Regions from separate parts of the Mus musculus genome. Here region 2 is linked to region 1. The links are chromatin contacts, called in public Hi-C maps. All regions are on one chromosome and are shown on one strand. Each heading gives the region's core, a stretch centred on a gene start, on an enhancer-like site or on the middle of the called end of the contact. The rest is flanking DNA. Distances are from core to core; before and after follow the strand shown. Region 1 overlaps Gm15348 (predicted gene 15348). Region 2 overlaps Atp11a (ATPase, class VI, type 11A).

Evidence for each region. Hi-C and Micro-C count contacts between places; a contact is called where the count stands out from the background.
Region 2: a Hi-C map of liver shows a contact between it and region 1, with 2.9 times the contacts expected there. The contact joins two enhancer-like sites. A contact is called at or near these places in 8 of 39 promoter capture datasets (3T3-L1-derived adipocytes, the HPC-7 cell line, the SN4741 cell line and 4 more), 7 of 484 Hi-C or Micro-C datasets (liver and macrophages), 3 of 115 datasets of contacts at active chromatin or transcription factors (hepatocytes and liver) and 1 of 9 other capture datasets (adipose tissue).

The regions. Positions count from the first base shown.
Region 1 is chr8:12,708,827-12,714,509 of GRCm38.p6, forward strand. It overlaps Gm15348 (predicted gene 15348), which reads right to left. Exons shown (of 4, transcript NR_033546.1): 3 at 5,045-5,237; 4 at 1-1,206. Among named protein-coding and RNA genes, the nearest start is that of Gm15348, 7.5 kb to the right of the region's middle. Within about 2 kb of position 2,940, at least 31 of the 459 cell types and tissues checked have an H3K27ac peak or open chromatin away from gene starts, as enhancers often do. A contact at or near this core is called in hepatocytes and liver, where this site is marked.
Region 2 is chr8:12,796,248-12,801,930 of GRCm38.p6, forward strand. The region is part of intron 1 of Atp11a (ATPase, class VI, type 11A); the gene reads left to right. Among named protein-coding and RNA genes, the nearest start is that of Gm15350, 33 kb to the right of the region's middle. Within about 2 kb of position 3,049, at least 15 of the 459 cell types and tissues checked have an H3K27ac peak or open chromatin away from gene starts, as enhancers often do. A contact at or near this core is called in hepatocytes and liver, where this site is marked.

The sequences.
Region 1 (5,683 bases), core at 1,690-4,189:
AAAGAAAGCATTTATGACACTGCCCATGCTGGGAACAGGAGAGAGCGGCAGCCACATGCCATAGGGGTGTGGGGGTGACACAGGTCAGTGCAAAGCTGGCCCACTCACAGCTACACCTCTCCGGCTTCTTCTCGAACACCATATGCTGCTCCCATCATGGACAGAACCAGCAGGCACCTGGCTTGCCATCCAAGGACTCATCTGCTGCTTGATCTCCATTTCTCTTCTCCATGCTCAGAGAAGGCAGGGGGAGAAGAGACTTCAGGGACCACATGCACCCCTGTACCTCACTTATAGGAGGCAGGGTCTTACAGCACCCTACCATGTCGGGCCTGGCTGTGTCCTGTGATCTCCTGGGTTCATGACACATAGGGTTCAGGCCAGCTCCCCACTTACCTGGAAAACCCAAGCAATACTGTGGGTGGTCATTCAGGGAAAACACCTATAAATGGTGATACGGGAAATTTTGATTATTCTGAACTATCTGAACTCCGGGCCGTACACAGCTTACAGAATTTGAAGATCTGAGGAAACGCTGCAGGCCTGGTAAGCATGATGGAGTGTTCTCACACAAAAGTCGAGCATCTTTGTAGGAGACAGACCTTCCTCATTGTTCATCTCCTATAACTGTGATGCACGGGTGCATGCGACTCCCTGTAGTCTCTTCTTTCCCTGCCTTCTTTGTTCATCTGCCCTGCTCTGTGCTCCATGGTGGGAAGAATCCTGACAGTTTCACAACAGATCTTGGGTATTTCTTCATTTGGCGCCTAGTTCCCCATCCTTCCAAACTGGTCCTCTTCTGGTCTTGGCTAACATGCAAGGCTCCCTTTGCCTCTGTGGTGCTGTTTCTGCCAAGCCTTGCTCAAGAATTTTGGTTATGTGTGCAAATTCACCAAGCTGTCAGTGCAGAATTGTAATCCAAACCAAACCAAACCAGAGGTTTCTTTTATTTTGAGATGAAGACTGAGTGTGGAGGAAAAGGGCTGTCAGCCAACATGACCTTAGCAACAAACAAATTCCCAAACTCAGTTGTACTCCTGGTGGGGATTCACTGGAGAAGAGGGTGAAGATGTGGACAGACAGGAGGACAAGCAGCTGAAATGAGGCACCAGTTTCTCCCTTGGTTGGCAGCAGAGCAGCTGAGCCCCACAGCCCTGTGGGGAGGAACCACAGCAAGGAAGTGGCCGAGTCAGGCTTTTCCTTCACCTGGTTGGAAGATCAAGAGACCTGCATTTTGTATGATTTCATGGTCCTCCATTTTCCTGGCCAGTGTGTCTAAATGTCACTAAATGGCATTGTACTCCCCACAGTGATTTTGGACTCAATTTCTTACTTATTCCAAGTTTTGCCGCCTTCTCAGGTCTTGCTACCATACATTTTTTAGCTTTTAAACTACTTTAAAGGAGCATTTCGCCTGCATGTATATGTACTATGTGCACGCCTGGTACCCTCGAAAGCCACAGGAGCAAGTCAGAACTGGAGCTATAGATGGTTGTAAGCCACTGTATGGGTGCTAGGAATCAAACCTCGGTCCTCTGGAAGAGCAGCCAATGCTCTTAACCACCGAGCAATGTCTCCAGCCCTAATACACCACTCAAAGTATGACTACTGCGGAGGGAGGGGCACTCGCACATGCCACAGCACACATGTGGAAGTCTGAGGACAACTTTGTAGAGTTGGTTCTCTTCTACCCTTACGTAAGTTCTGGGGACCAAATTCATGCCAGGCTTGCATAGCAAATATCTCTACCTCTCAGCCACTTTGCCAGCTCTCATGTATTATTTTGATGTTGTTCTATGACTATGGATCTAGGAGCTCTGTTGTTATGAAGACTATCTACTCATAAGCCAGTCCATCAGTCTTTCATGGATTCACAGATGCTGCCAGGAAGCACCAGTATCCTGGGACAGCCATGATGAGCCAAATAATTGTCCCCAAGCCCGTGGCTGGGTCTAACTGGATGTCAGCACCCCATGAGCAATGCTGTCTCAGAGGACAGGAATCCAGATGTTTGGTAACAGGCAGGGAGCCGCTCCTGTCTGGAGGATATACCATCTTCTGTCCTTTGAGGCTGTTTACTATGTAGGCCTTCTGGAAAGGTTGACTTGGGACAAAGGGAGATTAGTGTCTCCTATGAAAAATGTGCATAAATGTGAGACTCCCGTGAGGGGTGTTTCCCAATGCAGCCCACAGCCAGCTTTAATGAAGGCTTTGAGGCTGATGGTGTAAGAAACAGTCACAGTGCCGGGTGTGGTGGCGCATGCTTTCAATTCCAGCACTTGGGAGGCAGAGATGGGTGGGTCTCTGCGAGTTACAGGCAAGCCAGGACTACACAGTGAGACTCTGTCTCAAAGAAGCAGAAGAATATAATAATAATAATAATAATAATTAATAATAATAACTGTGAGGAGGATAACTAGGAGGAAGAAGATGAGGAAGAGGAAGAGGAAGAAAAGGAGGAGGGAAGAAGAGGAGGAGGAAGAGGAGGAGGAGAAGAAAGAAGAGGAAGAGGGAGAGGAAAATGAAGCCACTGCCATATAAAGCTTTATTGATCTATTTAAGACATTTATTTGTTGGAGTTTTAACACCTGGATAATTAACTGACTCAAGATGTTACCAGGGGAGCAGGAGAGCTCTGAACGGAGAGAATGCTAGGTGAAAGGCGATGGGCTAGTCTGTACTTAATGGTTGCCCATTAGGCAACTTTGCCCTGAGTGACTATAGGCAGGTATGTGGGGGTAAAGAGGCTACCGCTTATCCATGGGCCACACCATGGAGAGGCAATTAATTGATCCGATAGCATTTTACGTTGTGCTGATACAGCAACCACGTGGGAAGCAGCCAAAGGGGCCGTGCTTCTGGGAAGGGGATGAACTGAGCTGGCAGAGCAGGTCTAGGATTGCGCCACACTGGGCACACGACCTTGTGCGTTAAACTCTCCCCTTCTCTGAACTGTGGGGTTATTTTCCTAACTGGCTGGAGAAGTTGTTCTTTCACCAGGAGCCCCTTACAGGAAGAGGTTGGGACTGTTTTCCTGGCAGAGTGGCTGTTTTAGTTTCACTTCTGTTCCCGTGATGAAATACTAGGATAGCAACCAGTTTAGGGGTAGACAGTTTATTTTAGATCACAGGTCCAGGTTATAGTCCATCACTGTGGGGAAGTCACAGTGGCAGTAGCTTGAGAGAGCTGTCACTCCACAGCCAGAGAGAATGGACACATGCATACTGGCTTGCCTTCTTGGTGGCTTGTGCTCAACTTAATTTACCTACTCTTACACAGTTCACTCCCTGTCAAGGGAATGGTGCCACCCACAGTGAGCTGGATCTTCTTACATCAATTAGTTTAACTAAGACAATTCCCCATAGATATGCTCACAGACCAACCCAATGTAACACAACCTCACTGAAACTCTTCTTCCAGCAAATTCTGGGTTGTGTCGAGTTGGCAGAGCTAACAATCACAGTGGCTCCAAGGCATGAGAGTCTGGAGCTACCTGGGTAGCATGAACAATTCTCATGCCTGGTACAAATAAGCTCAGTATGGGGGTTGTCACGCTCAGTACCTCGTGTGTGTGTGTGTGTGTGTGTGTGTGTGTGTGTATGTGTGTGTGTGTGTATGTGTGTGTGTGTGTGTGGCGGGGGGAGCATCTCTTAAAGTTGATGGTTCTGCTCCTGACTGCAATTTGAAAGTCTAGAGCACAGCTTTACACATTCTCCAGGGCAGATGAGAGGCTTGGTGTCCCTGGGAAGTTCACTTTGAAAGTGAACAACCTTGGGCTGGTGAGATGGCTCAGTGGGTTAGAGCACCCGACTGCTCTTCCGAAGGTCCAGAGTTCAAATCCCAGCAACCACATGGTGGCTCACAACCATCCGTAACGAGATCTGACTCCCTCTTCTGGTGTGTCTGAAGACAGCTACAATGTACTTACATATAATAAATAAATAAATCTTTAAAAAAAAAAAAAAAAAAAGAAAGCGAACAACCACACTCGGGTGACAACCACAGCTACAGAGTAAAGAAACGAACTGATGTCTCTTCTGTCTCCTGTTGGCACAGCCCACCAGCCCGGCTGTGACAGGGGAAGGCTGTGGTGACAGCACATGGACCACTGATCTACGTGCCCCTTAAGGAGCCAAGCAATGCTGAGAGGACCACCTATCCACTAACGATCATGGTTAGTCCAGCTCACGACACCTGAGGATCAGCAGCTGGCAAGGCTAAATGCAGAATAAAGAAATGCACAGATGCGTAGTCAGAGGGGTAGATGGAAAATGGAGAACTCTGAAGAAACAAACAAAAAGCCCTCTTGAGGGTCTCTGACTCTGGTCAAGCTCCTCCTCAGCACCATGAGCAAACATAGTCTGAAGTCCTGCATGGACTCCACCAGCTTCTGTAGCAGCTCCACAGGCAGCTTCCCACAGCATAGATCCACATGAGACAGTGTGTGCTACGCCAATGAAATCTATCCACATCTCTAAGAACTATCCAGGGGTGTTGGGATAGCTGTCACCCAGGGCAAGAAGAGGCAAGCCTATGGGCAAGCATCAAGAGAAGACAGTTTGTGGAAGATTATGATCTGTCCAGTTTGTGCATCTGAAGGTCGATTGGTGGGTGGCCACAGGTAGAGAATATATTAAAACTAGGCTTGAATAGAGTGGTGGATAAATATATGATAAACAAAAAGGATTTCGCTTACTGGGGGCATTTGTGGACTTTTCCTTCCTCTGGAGGAAATGAGATACAATGAGCATGAGCAAGACTATCTGAGTTCTGAAGGGCATGGCACATCTTTGACTTGGAGGAGCATGTCCTGCCGTGGAGCCAGAGACACCCTCCAGGCTCAGCATTGTGTGCGTGGCCATCTGCCTGAGAAATTCTGTATGTTGTTTCAGTAGAACTTCCAGAAAATCAAAGCAGTTGACCCCCGAGACCCCAGGGAAACTGAAGGGGCCTAGAAACCAACTGAATCGCCACTCTTTGTCCTGCCTTTGTAAGCCTGGGGGCGACAATCCTCAGAAGAATACAGGGCACCTCCACAACTTACAAACTGATCCTGGAGAGTACAGTCCCCCATCATAAGGAGTGGAGGCTGAGTTCGGAGGCGCTCTTGGCTGTTCCAGGTCTTCATGGTCTGGGCTCCACACTGAATGGCCTTTCTGAGCTCTGCGTGGTCTGGTCGGGCCATTGGTACAGCTCATTCCATCCCCACAGAGTAAGCTCCATCTGTGTCAACCTTTCTGGAGAGGGGTAAGGATATAAATGTTTCTTGGTGACAAGGTTCTAGGAGAGTCTTCAAGTTAATTTTCTTGAAAGACAGAATTACCCTGAGCTGAGGAAGCCTCCCAGTGTCCTGAGTGAAGTATTGGGTGTATAGTTAAAGCACATAGGAAACAAAATATTGAGCAAAACCATGGAGTTTTCTAGATCCATGAAACCCACCCAAGCCAGGCAAGCTCTTTCCTGTGTTGCCCCATGGCCTCTGATTTTCAGCATCCATCACTCTCCACTCCGGGAGAACTCAGTAGATGACGTAAAGTGCCCGACCGCATCAAAGGAAAGTGCTCTGTGGACACGGAGTATTAAAAATAGACAAGAAACCAGAAAATGTTCAAACCAGAGATAAAAGTTTCCTGTGCAACTCAATATACTGTGTGTTCAAAAAGGAGCATAGCTAAGCCCAAAG
Region 2 (5,683 bases), core at 1,799-4,298, 88 kb after region 1:
CCCAGGACAGCATGCAAAGGGAAAGGGATGTTGTCTGAACCATTGCCACACATGTATGGGTATGGGTATGCCTTAGGTCAGAGACTTGGGACTGTATTCTTCAGTTTCTCTCTGATAAGGATGCTCTGTGGAAGTGGGAGGGGACATCACACAGACCTTTTCCTCCTGGCTTCCCACTTCAGTGCACTGAGCCTCGAGTCTGATGTCTGTGGGCAGATGAGACAGAGGGAGCAGAACATGTGCGGCAAGTTTCCTCTGAGAAACAAAGGTATGCTGTCTGCGAACCATAACACAGAGGATGCATCAAGGCAGCGGTGGGTGGGTGGGGGTCCTATGGGGGAAGATATGTAACTGCTTATCTTTTAGAGAGTCCAGAAAGTCCAGTTAGCCCACCACAGCCATGGTATCTATGCAGGACCTTTGGAGCTGTAGACATCTTCCCTGTTGAGTGAACTGTCACCAGCCTTACCTGCTATGTGAGTGTTCTCATATCACAGTTACAGATGCAGTAAATGTAGATGAATTGTGACATGCCCTAACTACTTCTATACCATGCTATCAACATAAAGACTGCTAGGGGTGCTTTGTATTCCTTGGTTCTTACATGCAGACCACTGTCCACTTGGCAGCCTGGTGTCTAATGGTTGGTGCGCCGAGTGCAGTCTCTCCTTGGCTGCTCTCTTTCCTTCCTGAGCTCTGTCTCCCCTGTCTGTCAGTACTGCTGCAGACCCTCTGGGCCCCTTTGTCTGCGTGGAACGGGTCTCTAGTCGCGGGTGGGCAAAGCGTCGGATGAGTGACAAACAGATGCACACAGGAGAGGTCATGTGGAATCTGAATGTATTTTTCAAATCAAGCATCAGACTTTTTATGCAGAAGACAATAAGGAAGTTGGGTGACATATTCGCAAGGTACAAATGGGGTAACCGGAATCTTTCATAAAACAGAGGAATGCAAACACAAAAGGTCTAACGGGAACCACCTGGGATAGAATTCATTGATAACAACTCTAAGATTCACTAATCTTAGAAGCCAGGGTCAAGGGCTTCGTGCCCTTGCCATAGTTCCTATTTTAGTCCATTGTATAGTCCACCTTCCCCTTAGGCCATTGTAAATATGTGTATAGATGTAACTCTGTTATAGTTCTAAGTATCTATTCTGGTTTCTCCTTCGGTCTGAAACTTCTTTCTTCCTTGGTGATGGTAGATTCCTGTGAAGGGCAGTGACCTAACTTTTACTCAAAGAGATAGTGTAATACCAGGGGCAGTACTGAATTCCAAGCCCAAAGTCTTGCTCAAGGACGATCTAGGACTGTTGGAACACTGAGGCTTTAGCTATGTCAGAATTCAATCTTAAAAGGTACTTATAATAGGAAAATACTGAAAGAGAGCACATGGATCCATACACTAGACTAACGCGGGAATGGAAAATTAATGTATGGGTTAGAGGGAACGCCAGACTCCAGAAGGAGAGCTTCCTTGAAGCTCTTTGCCTCATGAGTGACTTTTAAGCGTCTCGGCTTAAGCTGACTCGACCTGAGCACGTGGCACAGTACCACGTCTGTCTCATCATGGAGGCTTGGGAGAGGCTTTTAGGTGTGTTTGCTTAACTAGTCTGTGGCTTCTGCACTAGAGTGTAGTTGTACCACCATTGGTCTCCCATGTTCCAGGCTACATGTGAGTATGAACTGTCTGCACCCAACTCAGTGACATGCCACCTGAAGGAAGAAGTGTGGGTGCCAGGATGTGGGGAACTGGCTCTGGAAAGGGACAAGGCTCCTCTGCAGAGCTGAGCCAGGACAGGGAACACTTTGCTGGTGTCCCTCAGACATGAGCACATAGCCTGAGGTGGTCCTGGGCTATGCTAGGTCATCACCATGCTGTGGAGGTTGGTGGTGTTAGCCAGAGTCTTGCTTAACTTAACTTCTAGGTCTTTGCTCCCTGTGCAGCGCCTTCTGTGCTCACATATGCTTTGCAGTTTTCCCTCCCAAGGCATCACTGAGTATGGATTGTTTGCTTTCCTTTCCATCCTTTATATATATCTTTATGCCAACCCTAAGATGTAGTTTTCCTCAGAGTTGCCTCAGGGCCAGTGATAGAGGCTGCACGAACCTGCTTAGAGTTCCTGTCTGCTCAACCTGGCTTGTAGCCCGTGGTGTGGCCATCAGGCCTGTATGGTGGCAACCCTCGAAGCTGAGGCTCGGTCCCAGTCCTAATACAGTGTGGTCCTCAAGGTGGAGCCTGAGCTTCAGATTCTCAGGGTTTTGTTGGTAATTGCTGAGCTGTCAGCAGTCACTGTGTGTTGTCAGCCATGTGTATTTTCACTATAACTGTTTTGTAATCGCTGACTCAGCCCTGCCCTTGTCTTCATTAGTTATATATCCAGTGTTTTGTAAATATGCCCACAGTGCAATTGGAAGGTATATAATTTCGGTGTTTTAAAGCTCCCATGTGTACCCACACTGAGCTTCTGGGTTTGAGTTTGGACATGTTTGCTGAGCTTTCTCTCTCATTCCTCTCTAGGAGGAGGGAATCAGCTGTGGGAGGTAAATACAGAAGGACTTGGTTCTCATGCCCGGCCATTCAGGACAGGTGGCTGTGGCTTTGAGTGTGGGTCTCACACCTGACCAAGTTTGCTGCTTTCAGAGCAGCATCTCCTACCAGACCACACACTAGGTCCATTTCTCTGTGCCGAGTCCTGTTGGCTGCATCGTTACTAAGGACAGGAAGATCTGTGTATAGTGTGTTGACTGGTACGTGGGCAGGTTTGTATGTGGGGACGTTGGTAACATTTCCTTCTACCTCCTCCTTTGCCCTTGGTTTTCCATCACCACCCATACCTGGCAGGCATTGGATAGGTCCAGGGCACGGCCAGCACTAGTCTTCTAGGCTCCAATCCATCTCTGCTGTGAGGCCAGGAGGACAGAGGCCACGAGGCTGGAGACCCAGGCTCTAAGTAACAGAACCAGCGTCCATGTTATCTACAGATAATCAGGCATCATGACCGCCAAAACCTTCCCCTTTGGCCAGTGTCAATGCAGCCTCTCTCCTGACCGTAGAGGGTAAAGTCCCAGCCTCAGCTCTGACCTCTGACCAGAGCTCATCATCCTCTAGCGCCCTCTCCCTGCTCACCCAGCAGGCAGCTGAGCCAAATGAGGCTCTGTGTCCATGAGGTTGGGGAGAGCAAGTGTTTGTGAGACACAGTCATATGGACATACTATTAGTAACATGCTTACTACAGGCATGTGGCCCAGAGACACTCATTTATATACATGGTTAAAACAGCTCCCAATTTTCTGACACTAGGCCTGCAGTTGCTGTCAACTTTTCTCAGTCAGCAGTGCCAGGGACCCTATCATGGTTCAGTTAGCAATAACGGGGGCTCTGTTGTGGTTCAGTTAGCAATGGTGGAGGCTCTGTTGTGCTTGTGTAGAGGCCGTGATTAAGCAGTCAGTGCTTTCTTAGGAGTCACTTGGGGCCAATGTGGGAAGCTTCGTTGTACCCCAGGGCAACCTGTCCACTCCCTGCATAATCACCAGCTTCCTACCCAAGACTAGAGGGAAGCTGCAGCCAGTTTGCACATGCAGCAGTCAGGCCCTCCAGTTGTCCACCGTGTCAATCTTAGGAGGCAGTTGGTTATCTTGGCCAAGTGCAGTTCCCCTGGAGCTGCCTTGTTGCTTGAAAAACCATTCCCATCCCAGCATGCTTGCCGTTCTGTGTAGCTCCTTCTGTCATCCCGTTGACCCCTGACACTACCACTAGAGCTCCCAGAAGCTCGGTGCAGGCTGCTGCTTCTGCTGTGCAGGGTCAGGCAAACCCAGAGCGAGCCAAAGTCATTTGCGGCTACAATTTCTATTTCTATTTTGGTTCTGGGTACAGGAAGATATGGCTTGGGCAGTGAGTGTTTAATGGTTTTCAGATTGACTATTTTCCAAATCAGGTGAGCAGTCAGTATACTTTTCTGATCTAAATGATTTTATGTTTAGAAACCATGTTCATAGCAGAGAAATGCCCCATGAGCCTTGCAAATAGCCAGAAGGAAAGTCGGTGCTGATGAGTGTGGTGGGGTGGATTTGGGGTTTCTGTTTCCTGTGTTTCCACAATGCAGAGCTACAGAGAAGCAGAGGGAGCCCACCCTGATAGTGCTGGGCCTTGAGTGGGCTTGTTTGGTTCCTCTCACTGAGCACCTTGGACCTTGGCCACAGGCCTAGACAGGAGAGGCTGGGAGGAGATCCTGGGCCAGGGCACTGGGCCTCCTGAGAGCTGCATTTGTACTTACTGTACCTAAGGGCATCCTGCTACCCCAGAGTGAAGAGCCCCCTCTCCCCTTAGAGAAGAAAAAGGCTTTCACAGGCACTGACCTGGACTCTGGGAGACCGAGGGCACATGGGGGGAGGGTCTTCACCCCAGGATGTGACTGTGAGGGGACAGGCGCAGGCGGGACACCACTCTGACCTAAGTGCATGCTGTGTTGGGGCTCCTGGACAGGGGAGTTTTCCATTTACAGCTATAAGCAGACGCCACAGCAGACTGCCATTGGATACCTATAAAATTAAGCATTGTCCTCAGGAGGAACTGCCTCTGTCAATCGATCAGGAATTGGGCTCAGTAACATGTTTGTCCTGTCACCATGGTATAATTTGGTTAGTGGGTTTGTTTGTTTCAGCTGAAATTCGAAGCTTCCATTAGATGACTAACAGTGGCCAGATTGACTTCCTGTATATCATTTAACGCCCCCCCCCATACCTCCTACACCCCATCCCTTTGCTAACTTCTCTAGCTGGACAGGGCAGCTGGAGACTGACTAGTGAAGGCGGGCTGTGGAGACATGGGCTTTGTGACTGGGTTAGTCTTTGGCTGGATTTCAGTTCCTGTGCGTGTTGTTCCTCCTGGTGCAGCTTGCAAGGCAGTGTAAGGATCTTTGCTGCCCTTCCACCCACCCCCCTCACCGCTGGCCTCCCTTCCTCTCTCCACTTAGGCATCTCCTTGGGCACCCACTGAACTCACTGAAATGCCTCCCTCAAAACTAACTGTTGGCCTGGCGGTGCTGGCCCACCTTTAATCCCAGCACTCCAGAGGTAGAGGTAGGTGGCTGTCTGAGTCTGAGGCCAGCCAGGGCTACACAGAGAAACTCTGTCTCAGAAGATAAAACAAACAAATAAAAAGCCAACTAGTCCTGGTAGGGGGAGGCCTAGAGGGATGGCTCAATGGTGCACTCTTGCAGAGGACCCGAATTTAGTTCCTGGCAGCTCACAACCACACGTAACCCCGTCCCTGCAGTCTCCTCTGAGGGTAGGGACCTTCACATGTGTCAGCTCCCACAGAAATGCAAAACCAAAACAGAGTAGCTGAAAAGCAGACTACTGACCACTTAAACCTAAAGAATGTTGGTGATTTCCGCCGTAGTTGAGAGAAGACAGCCTTTTCGGAAGCCTGGCGTCCGAGTGGTAGAAGAAAGATAGTGTCCACGCAAGTGGGGAGGAGCAGAAGCCCTTCGAATCCAGCTGCATCTACTTAGAACATGGTGACCCTGTGGGCTGGCTTTGTGGAGATGGAACGGCTGTCCAGAGACCCAGCAGTCTAAAGAGGGCAGTTCAGTGATTTGTATGCATTCACCTCATCATGCAGCTGTAACTGCAGTCTAATTCACAGCCTTTCATCTCCATGGGGGAACTTACCCTTTTTCT